Regions from separate parts of the Mus musculus genome. Here region 1 is linked to region 2. The links are chromatin contacts, called in public HiChIP or PLAC-seq maps. All regions are on one chromosome and are shown on one strand. The core of a region is the stretch at or near the end of the contact, and the rest is flanking DNA. Distances in the headings are between cores, read along the strand shown. Region 1 holds the start of Six3 (sine oculis-related homeobox 3). Region 2 overlaps Camkmt (calmodulin-lysine N-methyltransferase).

Evidence for each region. HiChIP or PLAC-seq counts read pairs in DNA pulled down with a chosen protein or histone mark.
Region 1: a contact with region 2 is called in an H3K4me3 HiChIP or PLAC-seq map of embryonic basal ganglia, with 4 times the contacts expected there. The contact joins the promoter of Six3 here to the enhancer-like site in region 2. A contact is called at or near these places in 5 of 39 promoter capture datasets (embryonic stem cells, hippocampal neurons and second pharyngeal arch cranial neural crest), 4 of 484 Hi-C or Micro-C datasets (the N1E-115 cell line, cerebral cortex, cortical neurons and 1 more), 10 of 115 datasets of contacts at active chromatin or transcription factors (SST interneurons, craniofacial prominence, embryonic basal ganglia and 7 more) and 1 of 9 other capture datasets (embryonic stem cells).

Annotation. Positions count from the first base shown.
Region 1 is chr17:85,616,053-85,623,003 of GRCm38.p6, reverse strand. Six3 (sine oculis-related homeobox 3) reads right to left here and starts at 2,170. Exons shown (of 2, transcript NM_011381.4): 1 at 956-2,170. The coding sequence starts at 1,764. Six3os1 (SIX homeobox 3, opposite strand 1) reads left to right here and starts at 4,608. Exons shown (of 4, transcript NR_038085.1): 1 at 4,608-4,947.
Region 2 is chr17:85,317,454-85,324,033 of GRCm38.p6, reverse strand. All of the region lies in intron 3 of Camkmt (calmodulin-lysine N-methyltransferase), which reads right to left. Among named protein-coding and RNA genes, the nearest start is that of Gm36826, 160 kb to the right of the region's middle. Within about 2 kb of position 3,848, at least 3 of the 459 cell types and tissues checked have an H3K27ac peak or open chromatin away from gene starts, as enhancers often do. A contact at or near this core is called in embryonic basal ganglia, where this site is marked.

The sequences.
Region 1 (6,951 bases), core at 921-3,420, 300 kb before region 2:
GACGAAATGTGGCCTCCACAGGCAGAGATGAGAGGGACGTGGATTCAGGCCTGGGCCACCTAAACCGGCACACACTCTAAGTCTCCAGCCACCAGCAACTGTCAGCAGCCGTTGCCCCTGCTCCCAGGCCTGTACCAGAGCTTCTGCTCAACCCCCCTTCTTTCCTCTCCTTTCCCTTTGGACTAATCGTCTCTCCGTCCTCTCCTTTTTCTTTTTACTTTCTCACAATTGAGCTTTAAAGATCCACCAGAACCAAACAACTTTGTGAGTCTGTAACCAACTTGCCTGCCATGACTGCACCTGCGATTTTGCTTCCCGAATAAGTGGACCAAAACAAGTGGATGCTCCTGAACTGAGGCGATAGGGAGACTTGAAGCTCTCACTCCTACCACCACCCCCTCAAACCCATGAACACACTAACACTCCAGGCCTCTTCACTCCAGGCCTGCCTCTCCTGTCCAGTGCCAGCTCAAGGGATGGAGGCCACCGGCCTTCTCTTTGTGGCAGGAACCCTGGCCTCCTTTCCCCTCTTTGACTCCTATGGACGCCTCTAAACCAAGCCCCCCCCCTTTTGCGGTGCACAGAAATAATCAGATAGCAAGTAGTATTTTCCTTTCCTTCCAGTCTTCTAGCTGGTGCCAGGGCTGAAGAGACCCGCGAGGGGTTTAAGGCCCCTAGGGACAGGCACGGAGGGTTGAGGACACCAGGGGCATGCTCACACAGCGCTGGCTCTGATAAAAAAAGCCCTTCTTGAGCAAAGCAGTATATAAACCCACAGCCAGTTGTTCCCTGTTCCAGGGCAACCAGAAACTTTTCTCTAACTGTCCAGAGAGCACCGGTATCTCCAGAACTGGATCAGCCGCCTCTACCATTCCCCGACAGCCTGAGTTTCCACCCGTTTCCATTTTTCTAGCCCGGAGCCTGTGGTGGCCTGGCCGCGGTCCCCGCCACTGACCTGTTCTTGGCCGCCGCTGCGCGGTCGCGCTGTCGCCGGTTCTTAAACCAGTTGCCTACTTGTGTGGGGGTGAGGCCGGTGGCCTGCGCCAGTTCGCGTTTCTTGCTGGGGTTGGGGTAGGGATCCTGCAGGTACCACTCCCGCAGCAGGCTCCGAGTCCGCTCCTTGAAGCAATGGGTCTTCTGCTCGCCATCCCAGATGGTGCGCGGCAGAGGGAACTTCTTGCGCACGCGGTACTTGTCCACCGGGCCGAGCGGGCGGCCGCGCAGCTTCTCGGCCTCCTGGTAGTGCGCCTCGAGCCACATGGCTTGCAGCTTGCCGTGAGACTCCTTAGTGAACTTGTGGTTCTCCAGGATGTGGTACAGGTCGCGGAAGTTGCCGGTGTGGAAGGCGACGACAGCGCGCGCGCGCAGGATCGACTCGTGTTTGTTGATGGCCTCGCACGCCCCGGGGGCCACGGGCAGCGACCAGAGGAAGCGGCCCAGCCGCTCGATGTCGCCCGTCTCCTCCAGCGTCTCGCAGACGCTGGCCACCTGCTCCGGCGAGAAGTTGAGGGTGGGCAACTGGAACATGGACAACTCTTCCGGGGGGGCCCTGGAGCCGCCGCCGCCGCTGCCGCCGCCTGCTCCGCCAGCACCGCCGCCTCCCGCACGGTTCCCGCCGCCGCCTCCTCCCGCGCCGCCGCCGCCGCCGCTCGCACCGCTCCCGCCGCCGCTACTCGCCAGAAGTAGGGAGCAGTGGTGAGAATCGGCGAAGTTTGGCAACAAGAAGTGGGAGGAATAGAGATCTAGGGGGGAGCGGAATACCATGGACTGACCTGAGAGGAGAGGAAAAAATTCAGGGAGAGGAAGAGAGAGGGGAGGAAGAGGAGGAGAGGGGCGATGAGGACCAGGAGGAGGGAGAGGAGAGGGGGGAGGAGGAGATGGAAAGGAGGGGGGAGCAGAAGGAGAAGGAGGGGGAGGAGGAAGGACGTAAGGGACACCCACACCCCACACACATCCACATACACACACACCCGCGCAGCCACATAGAGAGGGAGGAAGGAGAGCGGCCCGGTGCGCGCGCGCAGAGAGAGAGAGAGAGAGAGAGAGAGAGAGAGAGAGAGAGAGAGAGAGAGAGAGAGAGAGCGCGAGCCCGAGGCAGAGAGAGGGAGAGGGAGAGAGGAGAGCGAGAGCCAACCACGGCCGAGTCAAGATTCAGCGATTCCACAGCAATCGCCCTAATGACAACAGCCTCATAATATCTCCCCTAAATCCACAGTGAGTGCAGCATTGAAACATTTTGTTTCGCTTTTCTATTGGTCTGTGGCGTGTCGTTGTGGCGTTGCCACGGCAACCACTGCCAATCACTGTCAGCCCTGCCAATCAATACTGAGAACGTAAGGACGGTTTTACCACTTAGCCGGAGGGGGGGGGGGTGAGGGAGAAGAGGGCGAAACAGAATTAAAAAAAATCTTTGCAACTCTTAATATCCTCTCTCTCTCTCTCTCTCTCTCTCTCTCTCTCTCTCTCTCTCTCTTTCTCTCTCCTCTTCCTCCTCCTCTTGCTCAAAGAAGTTTTGATCAAAAATTCGAAAAGGAATAGGAGTAGAGTAGTTGAATGCAGCGAGCTATTCGTTACACGGAGTGTTTGGGGTTAGGAAGAGACTCCAGCCTCAGGAGCACCAGGCAGCCTTAGATGAGGCTGGGGATCAGGTGACCTGGCAAGGTTTGCACATGGTATCTCAGCCACCTCCTTCTGTCTATGTGACCACTGGTCAGGAAGAAAGAGGAGAGATGACGAGGCTCACTGCATAGTCACCGTAGCAAGCTGCTGGGGGAGCCTAGATCTGGGAGACAGAATATGGTACATAGGGAGTTGAAGCCAGGGCTAAGATTAACAAGCAGGAGGCTATGAGGCTTTCCTGGCCAGTCAGTGCCCTTGGACTACATTTCCCAACTCTTTCCACACCATTGCACAGTTCTGCTCCCAGCCAAGCATTGGTGAAGTTTTCCATCACTATGCATTTTATAACAGTGGAGACATTACACTTTCTCTGTCTTCAAAATCAACTCCACTCTTTGTTCCCCCACCCCCCAGACTTCAGCTGTCTCCCACAGTGGTAGACTAGCAACAGGAGGCCAGAAACCTAGGGACTCTGGACCTAGGGGAGGATGCCCACTTTTCCTACCATGGGTACAACCCCTGTCATGCCCAACATCCCCCAAAAGATACAGAAACTTTAGAGGCCACCCTGAGTAAGCGCCCAAGGCCTGAAAGCTCATAATGTAAATAACTACAATACATAATTAAAGCCAAAATTCTCCATACATAAAGCAATATCATAACCCTGAAACAGACTCCCCTTGTCCAAAGAACTCAGAGTGTCTTTCCTGCCTGCGGCTACCACAGCCTCTGGGCCAGGCCCGGGCATTTATTTATTCTTAGGTATGTTGCTTGTGAGAAGTTGTAATCTGCATCTTGAGGCCGGCCTCCCTTTGTGAGGCTTCTGTAACTATGGAAGTGTGATTTACGCAGATTTGTCCGGGTCAGAGACATCTTTCCCTACGCACTGTGTATATTTAGACAGGATTCGGACTGGTGTTAAAAAGTGTATATGTTGAATGGATTCACACACAGTAGCTAACAATGCCCACATTGTCGGCCCATGTACAACGCGTATTGAAACGCAGCGCCCAGACTTCAACTAATCTGCCCTCAATAAAGCTGAAATAATTATCCTAAGCTGCCTTTCCAGAAGAAAAATCATTGAGGAATTCAAAACTTTTTTTAAAAAGATCTTTTCTACATTCCGATGCAGATCTGGGGGCGCGGCGCCGGGTACACACCACTCAGGAGAGCTCAATGAGGGAGAAGTGGAAAAAAAGAAGTTGTGGGAGAATTTAAACGTGAACCCAACTGGAGGCTGGAGCCAAAATGGTCGCAGGCCCTAAATCTCAAGCTCGGATCTTTCTTAGGCCTTGATCCGACAGTGCCAGGTTTTAAAGGGCCGAGGAGTGCAAACTCGGTTTGAGGGTGACACCGAATGTTTGGGTTAGGCTAGGGGACTATACTGGCTCTTTAGCAGGGGGCAGCTCAGGGGCCTAAACTCGCTGACCAGGGCAGAATAATGTTCACCCTAAAAGGTAGATCCGTCGAGCCCCACTTTTGGCGGTCTCTCTCTCTCTCCAAACATCTTCATCTGCACCAGGAGTGCTTTTCCGCTCAACTGCAAGGCTCTGGGCGGTCGCTCTTTGCGGGCCCAGAAAGAGCCCAAAGGTTGGGACACAAAAACAGACACTTCATCTTTTCTTCCGGACCCCTTTCTCTTGTAGGGGGAAGGATTATAGACTGAAAGGTGGGAGGGAGAAGGGGCAGGAGGAGGAAGCAGGGGGAGGAAGGAATGAAAAGGGGGAGGGGAGTGGGTATTGTGCCGCGTGTGGAGGGGGAGAATTCCTACGGGTGGGTTTCCGAATATTGTGTTCAACTTTTTGAAAGCAGCTCGTGACCCCGAAACTGCATCCCCCGGAGCCGGGGACCCAGGCGCCAGGCGGGCGGGTGAACCCGGCCAGTCCCTCCCAATCCCCGCAACCCCCCGCCTCCGAGTGGGGGGGATCCAGGCCTGGAGGGAGGCTGGGCAGGTGCCGAGGGCTGTGCCGACAGCGCTGAAATCGAAAACCCTCGCCACTCATGAAGAACTGAGGCAAAAGGATCACAGATGCTGCTCGGGGCCAGCCCTATACTCCCTCCAGTGCCTGGTCTCCGGTGGACCCGCGGGGCTCTGCAGTTCTCTGGCGGCCGCGCCTTGTAAGCGCTAAGCCGGGAGGAGGGCGCAGGCAGGGCGCACAGCTCTGAGCGCGACCCTACCCGGCTCGGGCCCGCAGCAACCCCGACTGTCCGAGAGCCTCTCCCCAAGCAAGGCTCTGCGCCGCCCTCTGAGCCCACCTCCTGGCCACAACGCTGCCTGCGCTTCTCCAGCCCAGGCCGGAAGCCCTATGCTGCCTCCCGAAGCCGGTAAGTTGAGAGTCCTGAAAGCTGAGCAGGGAGGCGGGGCGGGTGGTTCCTGATGCGTTTTGTAGGACTGGATCCCGCCGAGGCTCCGCAGGGTCTTGATCTAAAAGGTTTGGGTGTGTGCATTTTTGGAGAGGGTGTCTGTGAACCTCTGGAGTCTCCCCAAAATCCCATTCGCTGAGCATTGGTGAGAGGAGCTGGTGCAAAGGACCCAGGCTGCTTTGCTCCCTGATCTGGGGTGGGTAAAGCGAGGGCTCGGAATGGAGCCCAGGGCACTTCCAGAGTGGGTGGGATGCTGAGCACCGCCTGCACTCCGATACTCTCAGAGCCACAAAACCCTAGGGGATTGGCTTGTAGGGCCTCTAGATCTCTTCTCTCTCTCTCTCTCTCTCTCTCTCTCTCTCTCTCTCTCTCTCTCCTCTCAGACTCAAGGACTGGGGACTTGGTGGATCTATGGCATTGGTACCCACAGAGGTCACCTGCACAGATAAATCTGTCGCCACCCTTCAACCCTGGCCTACCGGATCTGCGGGGAGAAATGCAGCATTTGAATTGGGGAGTGTTCAGTCCTGCTCTGCGGGGCATTTATTTACAAATATCAGCTGCAACCCAGCCTTGATAACGTCTCATACAGTCAGAGGACTTTGCGGGAAGCACACTTCCTCCTTGTTTGGGGCTACAGGGAAAGCCCAGGAAAGCGAGTCCCAGAAGGCCTGGGACAGCTACACCCAGTTCACCCATGCTCAACCCGGAACAGCCGACCCAAACGGTCAGGAAGGTTTGTCCTGGGGGCAACGCCTCTTCCGGGCTCTAGGACATTGGAAGACAGAGAGATTGCTGGGTAGCGGGTGGTCTGGGCCTCCCCGCAAGCTGCAAACGAAGGAGCTTGGAGCAGACCGCCAGGGAGGGCGCAGGGGAGCGCAGTACTCAGGCGGAGAGGCCCCGAAGCCCTTCAGGGACTCCGATTACTTTCCTTTGAACAACAACAACAACAACAACAAAAACAACAACAACAACTGCTCCCTCCCCCTTATATCCCCTCCCTTTTTTAGCCTCCGGGCACCAGGCTTCCACGTAATTGTCCTTCTGGACAGTAAACACAGCTCAGTTGCCTCAACTTTCCTGGTGCATAAAAGTTCCCGGCGTGAGGGGAAATTTGAATATTTGATCAGCCCCTTTGAGTGACCCTCATTAGCCTGGCGCCCTGCTAAGGCCCCACCATTGCAAAAAAGCTGCTGGGCCCGGCATTTGTACGCCTTGTTAGCGCTGCTTAATGAAGCCGCCCCGACGGCTCAAAGGCGGCCTCTGGGGCCGGCAGCGCGCACCTCTCGGCACCCCGCTCTGCCTAATGAGCCCCGCCGCCCGCTAAAGGCCCTTCCACCCCCCACATCCTCAAACAAGAGGGGTTTGGCTCCGTCTAGGACCTGAACACCTCCCACCACCGGGCCCAGGAGGGTGGGCACAAACCCAGTCTAGCTGGCTACACGGTGATCTAGCCCCTGGAGAAAGAAGCCAGCTACTTGGAGTATGCAAGCTAAAAATGGTTGTGTGAGTGGGAAAGTAGGGAAGTGGATTTTACAGCCACTAGGTCTAGCTCACCCGTGGGTACCACGAACTTTCCCCCACAGGGCCAGCTGTAAATCAATTAACCAGCCCAGCTCCTTAAAGGTGCATCTGGACTAGTGTTAGAACGTCAGAAGGGCTGGTACACAGGGGAGGGTCAGCTTTCCACTCCCCCCTCAAATTCCTTTGCTCTGGTCTCCCCAGGAGGCCTGGCACTTCTCCCCAGGTGGCCTCACACTTTCTGGAAGGTCAACCTTCCAGGCAACTAGAACTCTAGGCCTGTATTTGAGAAAGGATGGGCAGGTTCAGTTCACACCCCTCGGAGAATGACTTCCAGTTTCACACAATCCCATCCCTGGTCTCTCTTCCATTGCGTTTATAGCCATGGAGAGGTCTGAAGAAGTTAGCCCAGGAAAGACCACGCTCCTTAGGCAAGACTGGGAC
Region 2 (6,580 bases), core at 2,599-5,098:
TTGGAAAAGGAGAAAGGACATTTGCCAACTTGCTTTATAAATCAAACAATATCCTAATATCCAAACCAGACAAAGAACCTATCACAAGACTTCAAGGAAAACACGTGTGGCTATGAATTATATAAACAATGATAAGGAATGCTTAAGAAAATAATTCCAAATCAAATATGGCAACATCTAAAATAATAATAACCAATGACAAAATAGGTCAAGATTAAGTTAACCTTGACAAATCAATGTAACCTATTATACTCAAAAATAAGAGAACTGGCTGAGGTTATGTAGCTCAGTGGTAGATTGCTTACCTAGCACATGGGAGTCCCTGTGCTCAGTCTCCTGAGCCAAAAATAAATAAAACAATAAAGAAAAATGAGAATCTTACATTCTCATAAGATGCAAGAATGTAATTTAACCAAGTTCAAAATCCTCATGAGAGAAACTATCAGTGATCTAGCAACTCGGCCTCGGATATAGAAGCAGAGGGGCTGAACCAACGTGTGCAATGGTACCTGTGCTTTTAGTCTGATGGCAGCATTACTCGAAATAGCTAAGACATGGAAACAGCTGAAGGGGCCATCACCAGATGCACCCGCTAGAGAGAATGCTCTGAGAGGAGATGGGCCTTCGAGAAACCGAGTCTGTGGTCCTTGATCTTGACTTTTCCAACCATCAGAACTGAGAAATATATTCCTATTGTTTTTAACCTATCCAGTTTATAGTATTTAGATATAGCAATTCAACAAGTGAAGATATTCTTGGATAATAAAAATAGTATGAAATCTTGAAAAGGGATGTAGATTTAATAGAAGAAGCTAGCAATGTCTCAACATGCAAGGCACATATACAAAATCACTTTTATATTCCACAATGAGCAGGCAGAATATGAGATGAATATACAGTACTACTAACAATGGCATTTTTTTCAGGTGACAGAAACACGATAAAACTTGACTACGTTAGACAAGTAGTGGTCAGAGAAGCTATCTATGCCTTCATTAAAACCTCTGATATGAATTCAAAATGGCAGCATTAATAGCAAATAAATGGTACCTCCAGAAACTTGATTTGGGGGTTTTGCAATTTTAATTTTTTTTTCATGTATGTGTGTTTTGCCCACATGCATGCCTATACACCATGTGTGTGCTTAGTTCCCACGGAGGCCAGAAGAGGGGTTGGGTACCTCTGGAAGTGGAGTTACAGCTGACTGTGAGCCTGTGTGTATACAGGGACATGTGTGTAGTCTGAATTGAACCTGGGTTCTCTGGAAGAACAGCCAGTGCTCTTAATAACTGGGCCATCACACCAGCCCTATTTATCTTATTTATTTGTATGTCTATCTAGTTTGAGACAGGGTCTTACTAACTAGCTCTGGCTGACATAGACATGCTATGTAGACTTGGCTGACCTTGAACTCACAGAAAACCCATTGCCTCTGCCTCCTAAAAAGTTGACTGTTTGTTTGTTTGTTTGTTTAAAAAGTCACCAAACCGAAATAAAAGGATGTTTCCTTTACCATACTATGAGAAATGGGAAAGAGAAATCAAAAACATTTTGAAACAACCACGAATAGCTTTGTAACTGTCTTTTGTAGTTTGGATCTTGATTCTCTCCAATTGCTCGCTCCTGAAGGCTCCATCGCCATCCCCTGTTGCTATTGGGAGGTGGCAGAACCTTTGGAAGACAGAGGAGGAAGTTGTGTCGCTTGAGATATGGCCTTGAAGGGGCTACTGGGACCTTAGTCCTTTCTCTTTGCTTCTCATAAGCCACCACGGGAACAGTGTCTCTCACCCCACACTAACACCATGTCAGGGAAGGCTCAGACAACAAGATGCAGAGGCTGTGGATTGAAACCACTGAAACTGTGAGCCCAACTCGTTCTAAAGTTGATTACCTCGTGGGCTTTGTTACCATGATACAAAGGTGAGTACCACATTCTTGGATTATTTCTTTACCTTTTTTTTAAAGCCTTCGTTTACCAGGAGGTCTTGACACTACCAGAGAATGACATAAACTAACCCACCATCCCTTATTTTTTGAGCCAATGACTTAGAAATCATACTTGGTTCTTATTTTTTCCTTCACCATAGCCCACTTCTACCCTTTTACCCGGTCCTCGGGTTTTACTTCCCAATTAGGTCTTTAATTGCTCTGTTGATATCTGTCACACACATCTCTGTATACACACAAGCTCTTCAAAAGGGATATGAGCACTACAGGTCACCAAAAAGTTACACTGAGGTTACAGAGTGGTGCATATAGCCCAGCAAAGGTGTTCTCTACGTCTCTGTGCTCATTAATTTTTTTTTATTGATCTAAAGGGTTGACAATTGCCAAATAATAGCACTGTATAGCAATTATGCAAAATACAGAGCTTGATTACAAAACACAACTATCTATGCACTCCCTAGACAGGTAGGTGCATGAACATATATGTTTACATATACATATCTCCTGCACAAGTCATTCTCCCCTATGAAAATTTTAAAGAGCTCAGAGTAGCAAGTTACAAATCATCTTAAATGAACTCTGTGCCAGGTACTCTGCAAAACACTGGGAACTAGGGCTGGGGATGTGGCTCAGTAATAGAGCTCTCGCCAAGCATGCACGAGGCCTGGGATTCAGTTCAGTACACTATAAAACAGTGAATGACTATGAAAAACTTTAAATTGGACCACTTTTAAAAAAAAAAAACACTATTATTGGAAAGTATGGTGGTGATCCAAGCACTCATAGGCAGAGGCAGGAGGATCCCTGTGAGTTGCAGGCCAGCCTGGTCTACAGAGGGCATTCCTGGCTGCCCAGGGCTACATAGGAAGACACTACTTTAATCACACACACACACACATTAACAAAAATACCCTCTATTATCCATATAAAATAGAAGTACTTTAATGACTTTCTGAGACTAGTGGATATGAGGAGTATTCTCACATACTTTAAGTATGAAGATAGATTTAGCAATACTTTTAAAACATTTTATTATTATTTACTTATGTTTATGTGTGAGTGAGAGCACATGTGGTTGTGCCTATGTGTGCAGTTGCCCAATGAGGACAGAAGAGGACCTCAGATCCCCTGGAGCTGGAGTTTCAGGCAGTTGGGAGCTGCCCAGATGTGGGTGCTAGAACCAAACTCTGGGTCATCTAAAGTCGCAGCAAGTGCTCTTAGCCACTGAGCCACCTCTTCAGGCCTGGCAATAATATTCCCGACACCTTGGATGACTAGCCTATATAACTTTTTCTAAAGTAAAAAATAACACTTCTTAAAGATACGTTTTTGCGTTAATGGTATTAATACAATACCCATGCTTCTAGACTTTGGTTTACATCTCTTCCGGGAAAGGCTACCTCGGTGTCCTAGGATCATGGGGTGAAAGAGTGTCCATCCTAGTCCCCAGTGGGTCCCAAGCTATTATGAGAGGCAGATCCGGCATTACAGCAGTCAGGAAGAGAAGCGTGATGCTAAGTAAGAGGCTCTAACTTTATCACCGATGTGGCCATCAGGAATTGTGTGAAACACTGTCATCAATTAAACACGGGATAGAATAAAAGCTGGTTGCACAAAATAACTGCTCAGAGGAGAAAAGGAAAAAAAGAAAAAAGAAAGAAAAGAAACAGAAAGCCAGTGGAAGCAAGGGAGCCTTATGGCTGAACTCTGCAGAAGGCGCCTTCAAATAAATATTTCAAACCTCCATATGAATATTTTAAGCATGACAACTACACATAAACACACAGCCAAAGTGCTCAAATCCACTCAAGAAAGACTATTAAGTCATCAACTTGCTCCTGACAGGATCCACTGAATATGGCAACAGTGAGAAGTCAGGAGACAGTTGGAATCACTTCAAGACTGCTAATTTAACTTGTCTTAAAACCAACCAATGCTCAACGTGTCATCATCAATGTCATCTCATCGCAGCCTGAAAAGCCTTCGACCTAAAGCAAAAAGGTCCCCAAGTGCCAGCCTTCTTGTCTACTGGTTGAAAATCTAATTGGTTCTGCTGACAGGCTTGGGAATTGGTAGGGAGGCTGTTCAGTTAATCTCCAAGGGCCAGCGGAGAGCTCGGTATCCGTCTCAGAGCTCTGCTCCCTGGCTGTCGTAAAATGACTCTGATGGTAGAGCGGGCTCTTATGCTTCAGCTGTCTCCTGACTTCTGTTAAGTCAAATTCAATAAAGTTTGTCACTCAATAACCTGAGAGCTACCCAACAAAACCTCTCTGATCAATAACAGCTTGCTGCTTGCTCTTGGGAAGGTGACCTATTAAAGATTAAAAACACACCTGCTGCTTGAATCAGACAACATCTTTTTTCCCCCACTTCTAAATGGAAATTTGTCCGTTAAAAAATCAGATTAGCTATTAGAAATATACATAAAGAATTGCATAGGGGAGTTGGGAATGAGACAAGCACAACATCTCAGATGCGATGCTCTCTCGATGCCTGGGTGGAGTTTGGTGGTTGTGGGTTCCTGCTGCATTTGACTCTTCCAGGCACCAGATACATCCCATATTTGCATTTCAGTACCACACACGCATGTCCTTGCTGCCTGTGTGTACAGCCAAAGCCTTGGCATTGCAACATCAATTCAACTCTCAATCAAAACAAAGCAATCTACTGTCTATGTCTTCTACCTTCCCGCAGAAAACTGTGAGTGCTTATTTGAGGAGAAAGACGGTCCTGTTTAAAGCCATGCCCTCTTGATTTAGGCAGTTTCCCTGACCTGAGTGTGCACATCAGATAAGGCTACAACCAGGTGGAACCTTGGGTAACTTCACTCTTACTAAACCCGGGGAGCAGGGTAAAGGATTAGGCAAGATTAGAGGACCATTGACTTCCGGCTCACTTTCAAGCCTCCGTTCTTGAAGACTATACTCTTTTAGTAATGAAGAACTCACAAGTAATTCCAAATTCAAACAGTACCATGAGAGTCTTGGGATTTTTCTCTTTAAGAAAAAGATAGTTGGATAGAGTGGAGCCTCGTTTACTTTAAGCCATCAGCAGATGCTAACCTCTTTAGGTCCCTTCTCTTGTCAAAATTCATCTTATAAAGGTTATGATCAAGTGACAGAGGACATTACCTGAGAAGAGTGAGAGAGACCATCCCACAGAGCAGCACTTAGTAAAGAGTCATGCTGGCAGGGCCTCAGGCCGTGGCGCTCTTGACTGCCTTCCCCGTCGTAAAGCACACAGATATCCTTCCAGAGACAAACCTGTCCACCTCACAGTGCACACGACTTGGCTGCTCGTGGTGCCCTCGCCATACACTCTAAGCATGTTTATTTTCTAAGGCACTCCTTTTCCCCAAGACATTCTCAGCACTGTCACACAGGACACACGTGACAAGGAGATATGGATTACATCTCCAGCAGGCCCTAATAATTTCATCACCGGCTCTTTCAACTCAGCAGCTCCTCCTGGTCTGAATTAATCGCTTTTCCCTGCACTGGCCATTACCTCCTTGGTTTCATGCTTCTGGCTGCTCTAGGAAATGCCTTCATCAAAGCAGCTGCTTACAGAAGCGAGAGTTCACTTCTGTTCGCCTTTGTTTCCTCTCGATTGGTGTGGTGCACGCAGATCAAGGCCTGGACGAGCAACACATGAAGTTCAGAAAGGCCAAGCTAATCTAATTAAGGTTTCCTGATAAAAGTAAAGTAATTCCCCGTGCTAGCCGAGCCCTGGGATGAGGTGGCTCGTTTCCGAGGATAGCTGGGTGTGCTCAAATGGAGGGTTATACTGAGGCTGAGCCTAGGACAAGAAACGTGACTGCGGTAGTCAAGAAATGATCACCTTTCCTGGTCAATTAAAAAACATATGTATTATTGAAGGTTTTTCAATGAATATATGTGCAAGCTGACGTATAATAAAAAGCTTTGAAATCATCTAAATAAAAGAACAATAGTTTAAAAATACACACACATGAAACATCCGCACTAGAGTCAACAAAATGAGCAGTCGTCACTAGAGTTGCCCATCTTCCCAGGGGATAATTAGTTGGCAGATACATGCAAAAACCTTAAAGGTCTAAAATGGGTTGGTATGTAACTAAGAAGCATACAGCATCTTCATAAAAATACACAAGGGGAGGGCATGTTTGTGTTCTTCCAAGGCTACTTAGTTGGCTAAGGAGATTGGCCTGGAAGAACACAACCATCCAAGCAGGGAGCATTGGGGTTGCTCTTGGCCAAGGGCAGAAAGGCAGTGTAGTGAGAGCTACCCTGCAAGGACACTCACAGGACGCAGGACTGGAGGCTGGAGGTCAGAGGACAAAGGGCATGAGGGCCCAACATGGCTAGACAGATGGTTCCCTTGTTGGTCTCAAATCCTCAAGGGTGAGGGCAGAGCATAGCTATAAATGAGCTATGTGAGCTATGTGAGCAATGGCAGGCATCTTTGGGGACCAGGGTGAGTGGCCATGCACTTGTTGTGCCCTGCCTGATGTCCGGAGCCTCTCATCCTTGGCAGCAGCCTCTTCTGAAGAATTCTCTCAAGACTCTGTGATGACATGTTAAGTAATGAAATGCAATCATAATACCTTTATAAAAGAGATTGATTGATTTATTTTGCATATAGGAGTACACTG